Linked DNA regions of Danio rerio: region 1 is linked to region 2. The links are chromatin contacts, called in public Micro-C maps. All regions are on one chromosome and are shown on one strand. Each heading gives the region's core, a stretch centred on a gene start, on an enhancer-like site or on the middle of the called end of the contact. The rest is flanking DNA. Distances are from core to core; before and after follow the strand shown.

Region 1 (2,759 bases), core at 156-2,655, 130 kb before region 2:
CATTACTTTGCGATTGAAACACAAAACGTTTGCTAGTTATTGCTGGAAGCAGAAATCAGTTTCTCTTTTTTAAAGCAGCACGAGGACTTTCTGCAAGACAGCTTTGAGGCAGGAATACGCAAAGCGCATGCGCGCTGCAGTTGGTGGAGATGACGCCACCTGCCGCTCTGTAGTGACGGGAAGTCCGGCTCATTTCGTTGAGTCGGTTCTTCCAAACAGTTCGATTCAAGAAACCGATTCAATAGGTTTTTTTTTACGTCATGTTATAATCAACTGTGCTGTACAGGGGTCGCCAAACTTTTTTTTTTGTCTTGATTGAGCGTGGTGGGCTAAAGTTTAATATACCAAACTCTATTAAATAAAAGTTGCCAATGGTGATTTAATAATGTATTTAATATTTAAAAATAACTAGAAAACATTGCTCTATAATATTAACTAATGCAGAATATTTATTAATTTTATAACGAACTTCTTATAGTAAAAACAATCACAGTGTTACACTAGTCAGGCTGCACCTTAAAAAATATTTATTTACAGCATTTAATTGAGTCATTAGTTTTCAGTTTGGTTTGTTGTAGCTCAGCAAGAAAACAAACAAACATAAAAGTTACGTTAAATCAGAAATAAAAATCTCTGTTAAAGGAATTCGCCCCAACCCTCTCCATCATTCTCTGCCTCTTTTCAGATGGGATGGTGGGCCAAATCAAAAGTTACAATGGGCCAACTTTAGCCTGCGGGCCAAAGTTTGGACATCTCAGTTGTAAAAGCATACTATAAAACTTTGTTGACACATACTGCTGTTTATTATGACACTACTGATTATGGCAAACTATTGCACATTTAATATAGTAACTCATTTAATAGCCTAGATTAAATACAACTATTTTCATATGTTTGTCATTGAATAAGGCAATCTATCCTTCACATTTATGAATTTCAATTCTGAGTAGTAAATATTTCATACTAATAATTCATTAGCAAGCTACAACTTTTTGATAACTTAATACTGTTGTAACTATTTTATTCAATACACTTAACTATTAAATTTGTTATTCTTTATTAAATTAGTATTTATTCATTAGATATGAAATGCACTTCTTATTTATAGTGTTATTTGACACTCATACCCTATTTAATAGAATAAATAAAATATTGCAAAAAAATATTACTAGGGACACTTAGAATGTGTACTTATACCCATTAAACTTAAACTGGTTCTGCTGAATAAGTAATAACAGATAGTAGGCTATGTGTAAACAATACGATAGATATTAGTGCGGATTATAAATAACATTTTAATAACGGCTTAACTGTCATAGCTGTTAAGTTTGATTTTAATATTAATTGCTCGTTCTTCGTCCAAAAATTCGTGAACGAATCGGTTCAATTGAAAAGATCCGACTCAAAAGAGTCCGCGAATCGGACAGCGCTTCTCCGGTCTGCTTCAATGGGGCTCTGAAACTACGAGCAGTCAATTAGAAATGTACTGATATTTATCCTGCGGCATTTACCAAAAAGCGGTTTGCTGTTCACAGACATTACCCGACTGCTCTCAACAAGCCGTCGAAATGGTAAGTTACACTTTTACAGCGACATTAATGTGCACTTTTCAAGACAGAGCTAGCTAGCTAAAGCTAAGTTTGTATAGTCAGCCACCTAGACATCTCAAACCTGTTTGAAGATTCACATCTCACCTGTCGGGCCTCTGGTAACGTAAACCCAAACCCCCAGGTTGGACGCTTTGTGTGGTTTTTATCTCTCACCATAAATCATGAAACGTTATAGATTATAAAACGTTTGTTCACTACCGGTCAGTTTGACAGCTGGATTGTGACGTGTTAATTCGACCCTGTTTATTTATAAGCTGAACGCAATATTCACTTCTCGGCGTCCATACGGAGTATCTCCTTCATATTTCATCGGATATGAACTGATACTGCATTAAAGTTGTCTTTTGACTTTTATTTCGACCCGGAAACGCTTATCCAGTTGCTTCTGATGAACTGTGAGTCACACAATATTTGCATTTAACCCCACATTGTTTATTTCATTGCGGTTATCGTCGTCATTGTCTCAGAAATATTCATTTATAGAAAAATTGCACAGCGTGTTTCCTCTGTTTAATCGGTTAAGTAGGGAAGGAAATGCTGCTGTTAGAGATAATATCCAGCACATCATACAACATCAATGAATATTAGATGAAGAAAAGACTAAAGGGATATTATTGTACAGTGCTTGTCTGAAATTCCAGCTCGGCTAACAATTTTTATTTCCCAGAATGTTTCCCTTGATAAGCCAGAAAAGTTTTCTTTAGGTACGTAGAACGTTCCCTCTACAACAAGAGAACATTCATGGATGGTTCTCATTGGGTTGTTACACAATAACCTCCCTGCAACATTCAGAGAACACTAGTTTTTGATTAAACCAAAAAACGTAGAGAATGTTTTGAGGGCTGCACGGTATTGGAAAAAATCTAACATTATGATGTTTTGTTATTTTGCAGTATATATTGCGATATGAATAAAATTTCACCAGATGTCCTGAATATTTCTATTTGGAAAGAATGAATAAATTTAGATTGATGATGGGATGATTCTATAGTGAAGTGCATCTGAATAAAATACAATAAACTGATCTACAAGCAGATATCAGTATGATTAAAAAAAGATACAATTTAAATAAACAATGTTTTATTGTTTTCTCGAGTCTAACAGTGTTCAGGTAATTGCATAATAAAAAAACATATAAATAATTCAATA
Region 2 (3,029 bases), core at 171-2,670:
AGATTAGCGTGTGTGCATAAATACATGTATGCTTACTATGTTCTGACAGCTGAGCTGCTTATTTGGATTTTCTCAGACATAAGTAAGATGTCACACACACACACACACACTACTCAATACTCTATAGAAGGCTCAAACCAAACTTTTTTGCATTGCAACAAATGATCAACAGTAAAAAATAAAATGTCCCTTCTCCCAAAAGGGAAAAACAGCAACAACCAAGAATGCATGATAATATGGTGTCATGGTTTTGCAATAAATAACGTCATTATAACGGAAGTCAATGGGGCAAAATCAGCCCTTAACATAACGAAAGGGTTTAAAATTTGCTCAGAGTGTATTGTTGATTTTTTTTTAAGTTTTCAAAGCAGTTTCTGAAAACGTGTCCAAAAAGGATGTCACCAAGTATCATTTTAGTTGCTAAAACACAGAGATAGTTGTGGCCAAATTAAGACTCAAAATCACCCCAGGATGGATGAAAACATCCCCAACGAACACAGGGCTTAATCCGTTCCACGTGTTTGCGCAGACCGTCACGGTGCGCAGACGCTTCACGGTATCTTTCAGCCAACTTCGCTTTTTCAAGAGTGTTTTCACTTATAATACACATTTAAAAACCCTAGTTCGGGTAAACTGAGACAAAAAGGAGAACTATTGCAATTGACCTCGGTTGAATTTGGTATTCAGAAACGATCTACAAGAGCGAAAGAATATTGCTGCAGAGATATAAAAATAGTTTTATATTTTATGATGGTCACCATGTGCATTGTGGGTAGCGTGGCCGAGCGGTCTAAGGCGCTGGATTAAGGCTCCAGTCTCTTCGGGGGCGTGGGTTCGAATCCCACCGCTGCCATCACTTTTAAATTTGCTGCAATTATAAGTTTAAAATGTTGCATTTTCATAGAATTTGAGCTACCCATCACCAAACAAATGTCTGACTGTCTGGACGGTATTAATGCGCCTAATGTCACCTGCAGAATCAGGCTATGTGAAAGAAATGATAAAAAAAAATATGTGCTGGGTCGACAGATCCTGCCAATACGTGACAGAAATAGCATTATACTTGATACAAAAAGGTAAATGTATATACATTATATGGGTATGTTTTGTGTTACACAAAGCAGGTTTAATGAGAAATATATTTTCTTGTCGAAGTTTCGAGCGCTCTCTAGTGGTGTGTTTTATAAATTACAACAGCACACGTCCCGCATGCATTTTGTAATGTCACAGAAGATGTTACATATTTCATAACATAAACAGTTTTACGACATATTTTATTCATTGCATTTTAAGCAAGTCCAAATATCTACATATCACAGCATCTACTGTGTAGTACATAAAAGAGAACCAGTCATGCTATTGGAAAAAGCAAACGCGTTTCAGTCTCGTGTTTTTTGATCCCTTTGGTGACTCGTAGTCAACATACGACAGCGGATGAGCTGTTCTTACAACCACAAAGCGAGTAAGTGTTGTCAAAGTCCATGCATTAAATTCACAAGTAGTTTATTTGTTTACCTAAAATGTCTTAATATCGTGGTAAACCCGTAAAACATACATTAAATAAACTGTCATTTTAGTCAACAGCATTCGTATAGAATAAAAAGTACATATTTAGGGTTAGATGGTGTGTCTGTCGGTTCGAGTTCTGTAACGTTAGCTGTTTTTAGTTAACCTTTCCTTTAAGAGAGCACAGCTATTACTTTAATGTAAGTGAAAGGATTGAATGTATATGTATTGGGGCATCACTGGTACACTACTGTCAGAAGTTTGGAAGCATTAAGATGTGTTAAAGGTTTTTAGAAAGCCACTTCTGCTCTTAAAGGAGACATTTGATTAATCAAAGTACAACCAAAACATTGTGTAGTAATATTGTGAAGTATTATTTCAGTTTAAAACAATGTGAATATGTCATTTGAAGTAATAAATTATTCCTGTGATTTAAATGTGAATTTTCAGCATTCAATACTGAGCAATCTCATGCAAACATCAAACTTGCCATTAAAAAAATTTGTTTTTCACCAAAATAGCTTGTAGTTTCTAAATTTTTTTGTGTAGGCTTGTATTTTACTGTACTTTAAAAATACTCAAGAATCTATCTGTCAATGTGTTCAAACAACTTGATTTGATTTACCAAAGTCACACAAGTGGCAATTTCACATCTGTCACATCCATAACGGAGAGATGTGACATACATTCTAAATCTTTTTTTCATAAATGCAAAAAATTTCAAATAAAATAAAATTAAAGCGTTGTTTCTTTTGGGTTGTGAAGTTTAATTCACAGAATTTCTACAAAGTATGTCTTGTACTGTAAACTCGCTAACTTTTTTGTCACATCTATTAAACCTGTTTAATTTCCTCATTTAAAATAGAAAAAATATTTTACAGATTGATATTTTTCTGCTCACATTACTCTGTGCTTTGTTGTTCAGGAAAATATAAACAGTTGTTTCAATATAATGTTAACATAATATACTTTCTCTGTGACTTTATCTTTTGACTTTTTACTGCAAAGTCACATCCGTTAAGCTGGAATGGCTCTACTCTAGTTTTGAGTGGTACACGATCCATCAGAAATCTTTCTCATATGCTTTAAATCATTATTTTAAAATGCATTTCATGTAAAACACATAATTTCAATTCCATTTGTTTATGTCCACAGTAAGGAAACAAGTTTCCCTGTACAATGAAATTATTATTTCTTACTTTGCCGTCCACAGTGAAGTCATATACATAATATACACATATATACACAGAAGTGATCTAAATACAGCTATGAAATGTGTGTGTGTGTGTGTGTGTGTGTGTGTGTGTGTGTGTGTGTGTGTGTGTGTATATATATATATATATATATATATATATATATATATATATATATATATATGAATGTAAACATGATATAATACTGATTGTGTAGTATGAAAACAGATGTAAACAATGTATAGTGGTTGTAAGTAATTAAGCAGCTGTAATAAATCATTATAAGAGATTTCTGAAGAATCACATGACAATAAAGGATGAAGTAAAGTT

Evidence for each region. Hi-C and Micro-C count contacts between places; a contact is called where the count stands out from the background.
Region 1: a Micro-C map of caudal fin shows a contact between it and region 2, with 3 times the contacts expected there. The contact joins the promoter of ap1s1 here to the promoter of snapc2 in region 2. A contact is called at or near these places in 3 of 18 Hi-C or Micro-C datasets (caudal fin, hematopoietic stem cells and an unstated tissue).

What each region holds. Positions count from the first base shown.
Region 1 is chr7:26,289,281-26,292,039 of GRCz12tu, reverse strand. It overlaps ap1s1 (adaptor related protein complex 1 subunit sigma 1), which reads left to right and starts at 1,405. Exons shown (of 5, transcript NM_200309.2): 1 at 1,405-1,571. The coding sequence starts at 1,569.
Region 2 is chr7:26,154,800-26,157,828 of GRCz12tu, reverse strand. snapc2 (small nuclear RNA activating complex, polypeptide 2) reads left to right here and starts at 1,420. Exons shown (of 5, transcript XM_001923692.8): 1 at 1,420-1,462. It overlaps trnal-aag (transfer RNA leucine (anticodon AAG)), which reads left to right and starts at 772; the gene lies at 772-853.